Linked DNA regions of Oryzias latipes: region 2 is linked to region 1. A link is a contact called in public Hi-C data. All regions are on one chromosome and are shown on one strand. The core of a region is the stretch at or near the end of the contact, and the rest is flanking DNA. Distances in the headings are between cores, read along the strand shown. Region 1 holds the start of cfap100 (cilia- and flagella-associated protein 100). Region 2 holds the start of guf1 (translation factor GUF1, mitochondrial).

Region 1 (6,012 bases), core at 2,138-4,637:
ATCAAATCATTTACTCACAGGGTTCTGGCTTCCACAGACTTTCTCTCGTTCTCCTTAAGGAACTCCTCAAACCTCTGGTTCTGTCTCTCAATGTTCTTCTCAAGTTCTCTCAGCTGCTTTTCTTCTTTCACAACAGTCCTGTCCATCTTCAAAATTTCTGACCTCTTTGCTATCAGGGACAACTAAAAATGAAAAATAAAAGAAAAAAAGGACGATGTTAGAAAGAGAAGCAATACACAAACGAGTCCTGTTTGGGTAAATGCAAAGTGTTTATGTTCTCTTGGATATTTTACTGTATCTAAGAGTAGTTGTAGTACCTGTATTTATCCAGGTAGAGATGTTAAAGGACATGGTCTTATATACAAACACAACATGGGCTGTAATGCAGCTTGTTGTCTTTTCAATTTGGTTATTCTTCTTTCTAAAAATCTGGCGTAGTTTATAAAGTTCACACTAAACAATTAACAATTTGCGATTAATTGTAATAACATATTTGATTTGCTCATATTTTGGTCTCCCTGTGCCTCCGGTGAACAAAAATCTCTGCCAAACCACCAGTGCAGATCAGTGAAAGCTGATTGGCTGTGGTGACGGGATGTGCCAAAAGGTGAACAATACACTCATAATTTACATATCATGCAAAAATATTAAGTTCAGGTCATGGTCTGAGACATTTCTACTTCATCTAATGATGTTATTAATGTCATGATTTTAATTGTTTTAATGAATGCCTGTGCCTCTTTCTCAAAAGTTCTTGCCTTTTGGCAGGCTGCAGTTGAAAATAAGAATTTTTTTCCTCAAATCTTTCTTGCCTGGATGAATAAAGGTTAAATGAATAAAATCTAAGGTTCTTGGCTATTTAGAGCTGAAGAGGTTGTGTAATAAGTATATCTGCCCGCTCTCTTTTCTCCTTCACCTTTTCTACTGTTTTCTGTCATCTGTCAACCGACTTCCTCATCTCTTGTCATCATGTCTCTCCTCTCTGCTGTCCTGATGAGTAGAAAGTTTAATCAGATCTGGCTGAACTGGGTTGTCTTGCTTTAGAGCACGGAGTTGCAATCTTCCCAGTTAAACGGTATCTGCGTCCGTTTGAACAAGCTGTGAACGGCTGGTAATTGACAAAACTGCTGTTGGTATGAGGGGAGTAAACCAGATCCTGTCTCAGTTGCAGAGAATAAAAAAAGAAATAAAAAAAGATCAAATATTGCTGTGCGAGGCAATTAAGTGCTGTCCAGCATGGTTTGCTAACGGACAGGGAAAAGCTCCACATAGGACTGAGAAAATAGCCCCAGATATCAGCAGGAATATCAAATCAACAATGGTGAATGGTTACAGATGAAAGTTAAAAGCTTCCTGAGCCAACAGAAACAGAAAAGGGACAGACAAAGTTGTCAAAAAACTTCCCGGACTTCAAGTACTGCAAATCTTTTTGCAGGATTCAGCAAAAATAATGCATCAAACCTGCATTGCAGCCGTGAATCTCAGCCCTTTTTTCATCTGGGACTCACAATTTTGGCTTTTTTCTGGATAATTCTCTTCAAAATAAAACACATCGATACACTTTGGAAGCAGGTGGGATAAAAGAGACCTGAATTAGCAGAAGACCTTTGCCTTTTCCTCCTGTTTTCTTTGTTTCGGTTCTTTTGTTCACAAGTACAAAGAAAACAGCTTTTCTGACTAGGAGTGTGGATTAGTTTAAAAAAAAATATTCAGATACATGTATGAAATTTGGAAAAACAAGCAAAAGAATAACCTCCAAAACAGCTTTTTGTCGTTCCATGGAGAGGAATTCATATTTGCTGTGCTTTGTGATGTTTTCTGTTAACACAAAACACACTTTAGAATGAAACTTTATTGAAGTGATCTTCTCCTTGTTTTCCCTTCATACCTCTTTTCATGGGGAAAACTTTCAGCTCACGTTTTCCTGATGTCTGTTCAGGGACTGTCATGTTACTCTTGCTTTGCTTCAGAGTCCTCTTCTTCTCCTTTTCCTCTTCCTCCTCCTTTGGATCTCCCACCAGCTCATTCTTTAGCTTGGCCCTCATTCTTGCAGTGTGGGATGTTTTCTCTCCAATTGGCAGTGCCAGGTATTTACGCATCTCCTGAGCAAAAGAAGCATCAACCGTAAAATCTATCTTTCACTCGCAGTGCAAGCACACACTGGACAGTGTGTTCACTGCGGTTTTTGAACAAATGCGAACCTCCTTCTGCTTTTTTCTGCCATTTGCACTAAATTGGATAATGCTGCTGTCATCTGGTATTTCATATGGGCTTGGTTGTGTTCTCCTCATCCCTGCAAACAGAAAATAAACCTGCAAAAGTCACTTTTTAATGAAATAGTTCAAGATTTTTCACTTCACACCTGTTTTTTGAGATCTGGCAGCACTCTGAATCTCTGACTCCATAAAGTTGTCAGAAGTTAGCTGCATAAAAACAATAAAAACCAAAATTATTACTCAATAATTATGCGTTTATGGTCCTTCGATCTATAACAGTCTACAACATCTATAACACTATGACCTGGTGCTCTCTGAAGAAGCACCAGGTCAACCTTTGATTTGCAACCAAGTTTCAAAAACACAAAAAGTCTGTTTATTTGTAACTATAATGCTAATGCAGTCTTAACACCCAAATTCAGAATCCTGTCAACCTGTTTCAACCTTGTAATCCAAACATTGTGACTTATTATTTAATTTAAAAAAAGAAAGAAGATAAAAAAAGAAAAACACAAATTATTTTTCGTTGTCTAAAATATTAAGACTTTCACCTATTAGTTAGCTTTTAGGATTTAAGTGATCAAAAATATGTTTAATGTACATTTTCTATCAGTAATGATTTAATTAGAACAGGGGACAACTGATTTATGTGAAAATACAAAATTCTAATACACAAACTCTATGATGATATTCAAAGAGCTTCTAGGGTTGGAATTGAAAAAGTACTGTAAACTCATGTCGAAATTAACAAATAAAAGAAGCTAATGGCTTCAATGGGAACATATTTTTCTGATAGTTCAACATATCCCAAATAATTTGGAATAAACATAAAAAACATTTGGTTAAAAATATTTAAGTCCATTTGGAGAAAAGTCATTCAAAATAATTAAATATAATTTAGTCTGTGGTCTCTTTTTAATGTATTCTTTTAGTTTAATTAAAAATACTTGCTAAATTACTTTGTATTCTTTTACCCAATCATAAATAAAAAAAAACAAAAAATTTGGTTATATGTTGAACTAAACTGTTTTTTTCCGGTCTCTTCATTTTAAGTTTACAATGTGATTTTGAAAATAAACAGCTCTTACTGTATAGTTCCTTATAGATCCAACAAAAGCAAGGAGAGCAAGTGTCCAATTCTGGGTGTTTTTGGCTCAGCTTGTGTACCGTTGTCTTGGTAACCTGCTGCCTTCAATTATCCTGGGAATTTTTTCCTTCACATAAAAGCACAGGGACTGTGCTTAACCACCACTAGATGGCACACAAAGATCAGAAAATGGATTTTCATGCAATCCCCCCTTTGCAAACTCAGTGTGTTAGCAAAAAGCATTTACAGAAGATTAAAATAGATGTCACACAAAGCATCGTTTTATTCAGGATCTATGTCATGTGATCAAGTTATCTGATCGCCAGGACATCTTGCCTTTTTTTCCTTTCTGCACCACTGAATATTCTTAGAACCCAATACTGTACATTTAGACACCAACGCATTTGCGCCTGACCCTGCACATCTTAGCTCCAGAGAGCAGCCCACACACTACACTTGCTTGCAGGAAATCCCACTGTCAGATTGTCAGGTTGAAGTAATGCTAACACGTGGGGGAGTGTTGGCTCAAACAGCAGTAAAAGGGCATGCAGTGTTAAAAAAAGAGGAATCTTGATGTCTTTTTTTAAAATTCAGCTTTTGAAAGAAAATGCATCACAAACTGAGTAAGATGTGAAAACTGGTGTGTTTTTTTTTTAATAGTAAACAAACTGTCAAAAACATTTTAAAGGCTTTTTTCCCCCCTGATTTTTGCTTTCGTCTTGGAAACAACGAATAATCATGCTAATGATCATGCTTGTACCACTACATCCTGTTTTTTCCCCCCATGTCCATTTTGGTGAATATTTGATATTGAAATTTACAGCCTTATGGGATTTTCAAAGTCAACAAACGTCCTACATAATTTCAGCAACCTGCTGTAGTTTGAGTCTTCTTCATCCCACGGGTCTGCCAGTGGCTGAGGTGGGAAAAACTGTGCTGACCTGCTGTCAGGAATCAGGAATGAGAGCAGAGTTGGAGCTGCCATGCTTTCAGGTTGTTGTACAGGCAGACGGTTTTGGGGTCCAGATTTGACAGCAGCAACTCAGGCGGCATTTTATAAACCAGAACTGTCAAGTTTTGTCGACTCTTCTTCCTCTTCCACATACCCATAGAGTGATGCTCCTGTCACACCAAACAGAGACAGAATCATACTTTATTAACCTCAGATGCACTCAGCACATTGCTTCAAAATAATTGTATCAAACCAAACTGAGAGGCCTTTTTCAGCATTCTTCAAGAACGATACTTAGCTTTTTCCATCCATTCATTTATCTGTCATATTAAATATACATGATAAATTGTCTGCTGAAGTGATATTTCACAGGTTTGGTTCTAGTAGTGTCATTTCCCAGGGTTCTTCTACACTCATGGACCATTGTTCTGCTGGTTTTCTCAAATCTTGGTCTTACCTCTGATTTCTCAAATCAGGTGTGCATTGCCAATAAGAAGTTGTTCTTGTCACAAGAACAGGCAGACAGCATGATCCAAATGCAGCAGGTTTATTTAACTCAGCTAAAAGTCCACAAAGCTAAACTAGGGTCAGGCAGGTCTGAGTCACTAACAGGCATGGATGCATCAGAGGAGAGACGAAAAGGTCAAAATCCAGGCGAGGGTCAGGGCAGGCGGCAGGCAAACGGAGTCAGGATCATGAGACAGAAGGACAGGTCCAGCTATCATGCTCAGTAATGAAGGCAGAACAGCAGAAACAAGACTTCGCATTGAGCTCAGCTCATTACAGTGCTTAAGCTGTGGTTGACTGAGTGAATGACAGTCAGATGTTCGGCATCCAGGAAGTGTGGCTAGAACTCTGGAGATGGTTCCTGTCGGTGACCAGAGGGGGAGAGTTCTGACTTCTGACAGTTCTATTGTGTTAGTAATTATTGTTTTGTGAATAAAAGCCACAGACTTTTATCTCCACTCCAACTCATGATTAATATGTTGTTTTTTTTTAATAGCAGAGCTACGAGTGATCTGAATGCCTTTTTGTTAATAATACTTTAAAATCTGCAAAAAGAGGAAATTGTTGGATGAATATAGCAGATCTTTATTTGACCTTTAATTTGTAAAACTTCAGACTAACCCAGGGGTCGGGAACCTTTTTGGCCAAGAGAGCCATAAACGCCACATATTTTTAATTGTAATTTTGAAAGAGCCATACAATAATGTGGTGTCTCTTTCCCACACTGAGGCACGGAGACTTAACCTCTTTTAAGGTTCTTTATTCTGGTTACTGCTGACCGCAACAAACGCCGTAAAATTAATTCAGCAACTCCTGAATCTCTCCCGCTGAGACGAGAGCGCGTCTCCCAACTTTATATTCCCTCACTGCCGCGTCAGCCCTCCCATTTCCCTTATTCGGCCCATAGCTGAACTCCATTGGTCCAAACTACCTAACAACAGAATGAGCGACAGAACTGAGGGCCAATCAGATCTCTGCTTGATGCGTTCATTGAACTCCAGAACTTATAACGCGGCCCAACAGCCACCCAGCCCAACTCAGTCCGCGACAATATTGTGGCGTTTCAATGAATGCAGACGCTGGTTTCACCATAAACTCCTCATTTATTCCGAACACTCGGTTACTGTCGGCCGTAACCACGCCGTACAAAAACAGGGTCAGCCTCCCCAACTAAAAACGAGCTTCCCTCCTAGTCTCGCGGCTCTTCCTCCCCTCTCCCGCCACGCCCACTGTTCTCCATAATCAACAGA
Region 2 (6,012 bases), core at 2,133-4,632, 130 kb after region 1:
ATGATGTCACTTGTGCACATCAAATAAGCAGTTTCTCACTTCTTTGAACAAGTTGCAATTGATTTGATACATCCATGCAAATGATTATGTACGATTCTCTGCTTTTTGCTACATTATCAATTGTTTATGTCATGTTGATCAAAATGTATTATATAATTCACTGTGCAATAGTCTTACTCTTCAAAACACCTAGTCATTGGTTCATCGTATAAGTCATTAACTGCAAATGGTTGACCAAGTTGTCATAATGTGACAAACATATTTCGCTGCATTGCAAGAGAGGATATTCGCTGTGATGTGGATGAGAATTTGTGGCCTAACATACAGGAATGACAAGAGGTGTAGGAGGACCACACCAATTCCTACTGCACTGCCTGTACTGTTGAGTTTTGTTCTATCTTTTTTCCCTTTTCTGTTACTGTTTGCAGTGGGTTTTTTCTATGTTGGTATGACATGGTCTGTCAACAAATTACAATATGAAAAATAGAAGTGTAAATGTGAATCTTGTCCAGTCTCTTGCAATCAAACAAAAAAGGTTTTTACAATAATTGTCATCAAAACTTTATCCACAGTTTACATCAGAACCTCCCTCTAAAGTGCACAGTTAAATTGACAACATGACTAAGTCATTTGACTGTCTGGTTCGTAGACAATGACACAAGGACTTGACATTCTGATGGCACTGACATGTTCAATGACAAAAAGACTTCGTTTTGAGAGATGAACTAAAGATTTTGAGCAAGTTACAGGCTTTTGCAAGAAATCCATAGTGTTTTGCTGTTTGTACAAATTGTTTTGAGAAATGCACACACGTATTTGCAAACTTCAATTCTGATCTGAGAATTGTACTAAAGCGACTGAGAAAAACTGTAAAGCCTCCTCTTTTCTTGAAGGAAAGCTAGAAGAAGATAGCATTTATTTGACCAGCACTTCTTTAAAAATAAGGAATTAAATGAGTGACAAAAAATGGTAATTTATTCATTCTTTACAGTAATTTTGCTTCGTCAGAAGAGGATTCAGCACTTTGTTGTTGCTATAAGTGAGTCATTTCCGATTTAATTTGGTTTAAAGGTAAGCAAACGGAAGAAATAAAGAAAAAGATTTGTCCAACAGAAAAAATAAGTACACAACACTACACATAAGGAAGAAAAAAGAATCAGTTCTGTAGAAAAAACAAGCAGTAGTTCAAATACAGGGGAACAAATGAGCCGACATGTTAGCAAACACAAAAAGTGTTATTCATTCCTTTTTCTTTAAAATCAGAAATCTTTGTAACCATGTTATATTTGCTGCTGTATTTACTGTTGTAGATTCTTATTCACCCTATTTTTTTACTTAATTGTTGAATATTTTTTTCTTGTCTTTTTCTGCAATAAGTGTGACAATTTGTGGAGGACAGTGAGACGTGTCTTACCCCCAACAGCTACGTCTGGCGTTGAAACGGGCGCTCATTATCTCCAGCCAGCGTGCAACCATTTATTTTTCTTCTACAAAATTCATGATGTCTGAAGTTGGTTAGTTGACCTATAAAAATTTATGAACATTTTTTTACCATGATTTTTTTGTGTGCAAATAGTCTTTAATCAATGCTGTATATTGTTAGAGAAAAATCCTGTCCAGCCCTGTGTCTGCACTCATATGGTCAAAGATAATAATCATTTTTGTATGAATCAATATGATTTGACTTCTTATTTAACCTTTATTTACTCTGATTTGTTTGCTGAATCAAACGTTGCATGTATTTTCAAGGTATTTATTGATTTTTTCCCTTTTCTCCCCCCTGTATGCTATGACATATAACTCACAATTTTTACAATATCCAAAATGAAACTTAAACATTCCAGATAAAATGATTGTTTAAAAGATGGATGCTTGTTTTGATGCACAGATTTTTTAATAAAACACACAATTTCAGTTCTTAATACAAAACTGTTGTCATAATTTTGGAAATTTGATAAATTTCACTGTGTAAAATTGAAATAAACCGACACTGTGAATTTGGCCTTTTGTAGACATTAAAAAAACTTTATTTAATGTAAACAGTGTTAATTTTTTTAAATCAGAACCAGGAAGGATTTGTAATGTTTTTTTATTTTGTGGTATTTGGTTTAGCATGTTATTGTCAGAAAACTTGTAATTTCTTGGCTTCTTTATACCCTAGAAAAAACGCCAAAATAATGCAAATATTTGGTTCTTTTACTGTTGTGACATCATACACTTTGAGATGTGTCTTTGCAGCTATACACTGTACATAAGAGTGGCGCTTACAGTAAGAGGTGCGTGCAAACACATCCACAGTTCACTGGTAACATCCCAGTAAGCGCACGATACCGTGAATGGAGCAGCTCAGCTCTTCGGCGGAGGAAGATCCTGTCAGCCAAAGCTCCCATGCTGCCATCATTATGAGTGTGTTAGTAAAAACCACAAAAAGCCCTGTGGCTCTGAGCCGTAATGCGAAGCTCGCTGAGGTTTCATTTTCCACTCTGCCTCCTCGGTCCACAGCTGACCCTGATTGTCTGCTCAGAGATCGGGGCCTGGCAGAAATCCCTCTCCAAAGAAAGGAAGTGCATCTCTGGTTGGAGAGCCTGTCATATTTATGATTGAGGGTCACAATTTTTTAGGAAGAATTTTAAAAATCGACTCTTGCAGAAGTCATAAGTGATCAGGCAGTTTGTCAATTTTCCATTTGACAGGATTTATATGCGCACAGCAGATGCCACCCAGAACCACAAAAAGATTTTTTTTTTTTGGTGTACCAGATGGAAAAGTATGAATGAAGAAATGTCTTCAGAAGTGATGCAGCACTCTTTCATATTCACTAAATGAATCCTATTATCTTTTAAGTAAAAGCAGAAACGATTTAAAGCAAGCAGGGTTACTGGACCGGAGCATTGACCTACATTTAAACTACGGACAAATTTAAATAAATAAATAAATAAGAGACACGTGGATGAATGACAGACAGAACTGGGCCTAATAGAGGTTTATTATCTCTGGTTACACAAAGAAAAAAAGCTGTAATCTATTCATGTACAAGAGGCAGCTTCGTTGTCATAGCAACTGATATCCGTTTTTATCCCCCATCCGACAACCTGAGAGGGCGGGACTTGTTATGCTTTTATTAAAGACTGTCGCTTAAAATAAGAAAAGGGCGCTTTTTTGTGCATGTTTTTGAATTGTGCACAGTGATGTGATTGAGCGTCAATTGTTGTAAACACCTTTTCATTTTTCCACAAATGAAAAAGATGCATATCATGAAATAATGACATTTCACGGTGGGACCTTAATATCAAAATCAACGAAGTAGGAAGTTCCGGCGGGATTTCTCTTGTGTCACCTTTCGTCTTTGGTTAGATCTCAACTCCATTTCCCATAAATCTTCTGTGACCTTTCACCTAAAATGTCCGTGAAGAACGCATGCAGTAGAGTTCATACCATTCTGTTTATCCGCTGGTTTTTACTTTTCCATTTTTTATTTATTAATGTATTTATGTACAACGTAAAGCGAATTTACTAATGTAATACTTAAGGTCAACGTCAGTCTGGATCTATGTGCGACGTGTTAGCATACTCGCTGCTTTGCTAGGCTAGCTAGCTAGCTGTAGCTTACTTCTCCCTACAGCTGGAAGGAAACATGTCGGTTTGTATGGTTGCACGCTTGTGTCAGACCTCCTCGATACTTTCACTGTTGAAAATGTGCATGAGAAAAAGTCATAGGTATAACTCGAGCTACACGATGTCCAGACATCGCTGGATTCAAATTATGTCCGGGTTTCCCAGCATCACCTTCAGGAGGAGGACGAGCACACAAGCTGACAAGGTATCAGAGAGACAGGAAGCTCACAGACGCGGGGTGTCAGCTTTTAGTTTCTTCTGTATTCTGTTTCTAAGATTTTTTTTTCAATTGAAGGATAAATTTACAAACATTTCAATCCAAATGTCTTTTTCCGATTATATCAATATAAGCAAATTTATTTAATTATGAAAATATTGTATTTTAATGTTTTCATTCGATTAGATTAACAGCTTGACTCAGATCAATCTGGTTCGACTGTAGCAATATTAATAGATTCCTCAATTAGTTGATAAATTGTTAGACCCCTAACACTTGCTATGTTTTACTCAGGTATATCTAACAAAAGGAAACTTCAAGTGTACTACATTTTGATAAGGGGTAATGGTCATTTAGATGTTAATTCAGCTATTTAGGGATTAAATTGTTCTGTAAAAATGTATCCAAATGTAATCCTTGAAATAAATCCGAGTAATGTATTCAAAATTTTAGCTATTTAAATGTTATACCACTTATTCTATTGAATCTTTTCTTTTCTATAAACCATATTGGTATTCTGGTTCTACCCAACGCTGCCTGGTTATTTCCCCTTTAAATGGTGGCACATTTGTAGGGAGAAAGCATTTGTGGAATCAACAAATGCTGAAAATGTTTTGGTTGTAAAACTTGCCGTACTCGGACAATTGGCTGGACCAATCAGCAGCTGCTTGATGGCCGCTTTGTCACGCTAAGCTGAAACGAATGTCAGCAAAATCAAAGATAGTGAGATGACCCACAACGCATGCGAAAACCTTCTTGGCTGTGGCAGTTTTATCACGCTAAGTCGCGCTCAAAGCAGTCAGAAAAAGAAAGGAATAAAGCGAGATTTGACACAACGCTTGCGAAAACGTGTGTTTTGCTAACGCAAAAAAGGTTTTCAAAAGCAAAAATGAATAAATTTGAAAGCAAAATAAAAAAATAATTGAAAAGCAATTATTTGATATTTTCATTTGCTACTTAGAAAGTTTTGTGTGTAACGTAGTGGCAGAAATATCCCTCCATAACAAAGGGATTCAGCAGGATCAGGAGATGTATGGGTGTCTATGTCAATTATTTATTCTATACCAGAACAGATGTTGAGATAATTCAAGGATTTCGTTGGTCTTCTTCTTTAAAGGACACGGTCGACCTTTCCAAGTTCCCGGCGGACAGAATCAGGAATTTCTGCATCGTTGCTCACATCGATCACGGGAAAAGCACGCTAGCTGACAGGCTGCTGGAAATGACAGGTGCGTTAGCATTGCAGCCAAAGGTCATGCGCACAGATACATGTCTCATTTATCCGCGTCATCGTTGGGTCTTGAGCTAAATAAGTCGGGACTGTTACGCTCACTGGTTGGAAAACAGGCGCCATAGCAAAGACCGGGAAGAACAAGCAGGTTCTGGACAAGCTTCAGGTTGAGCGGGAGAGAGGCATCACCGTGAAAGCTCAGACGGCCTCTCTGTTTTATGACTACGGGGGGGAGCAGTATCTCCTGAACCTCATCGACACGCCAGTAAGCTACATTCATAGCATTTGTTTGTTTGTTTTTTGCCAGACTTCTTATTCGCGCTCATCCTTTCTCCAGGGTCATGTTGACTTCAGTTATGAAGTGTCCCGCTCGCTATCTGCATGTCAAGGGGTCCTGTTGATTGTCGATGCCAATCAGGTACCAAACAGGTATTTTCCTTTTGCACTTATTCTGGAGTTACATGCTGCGTAACGTGACTTTATTGATGTTTTTGTGTTGCTTTGAAGGGCATCCAGGCTCAAACTGTGGCCAATTTCTACTTGGCGTTCGAAGCCCAGCTATCAATCATACCCGTAATTAACAAGGTGGGGTTTAATTGCTTGTTTTTATATTTCACTTTATTAGACAAGTGATGAATACATTTTTTCAGATTGATTTGAAAAATGCTGATCCCAGTCGTGTGGAGTCTCAGATTGAAAAGGTGTTCGATATTCCGTCAGAGGAGTGCATCCGGGTGAGATTCACTCACAATGGTCACTTTTACGTTGATCATTTTCCCAGGTTGATGACAAGGATTTTGTCGTTTCTCGTCAGATTTCCGCTAAGTTGGGAACAAATGTTGAAAAAGTTCTCCAAGCGGTTGTGGAGAGGATTCCAGCGTAAGGATGCTTGCATGTCTGCAGTGATCTATTCTGCTCCTGCTATTTCTAAACTGACGCCTACCCCCTC

The links. Hi-C and Micro-C count contacts between places; a contact is called where the count stands out from the background.
Region 2: a Hi-C map of fibroblasts shows a contact between it and region 1, with 2.6 times the contacts expected there. The contact joins the promoter of guf1 here to the promoter of cfap100 in region 1. A contact is called at or near these places in 2 of 5 Hi-C or Micro-C datasets (embryo and fibroblasts).

Annotation. Positions count from the first base shown.
Region 1 is chr10:25,767,843-25,773,854 of ASM223467v1, forward strand. It overlaps cfap100 (cilia- and flagella-associated protein 100), which reads right to left and starts at 3,388. Exons shown (of 15, transcript XM_020706768.2): 1 at 3,305-3,388; 2 at 2,363-2,423; 3 at 2,202-2,293; 4 at 1,889-2,102; 5 at 1,754-1,818; 6 at 19-182. The coding sequence starts at 2,405.
Region 2 is chr10:25,897,682-25,903,693 of ASM223467v1, forward strand. It overlaps guf1 (translation factor GUF1, mitochondrial), which reads left to right and starts at 3,383. Exons shown (of 16, transcript XM_020706773.2): 1 at 3,383-3,820; 2 at 4,950-5,328; 3 at 5,401-5,492; 4 at 5,571-5,648; 5 at 5,714-5,797; 6 at 5,878-5,942. The coding sequence starts at 5,445.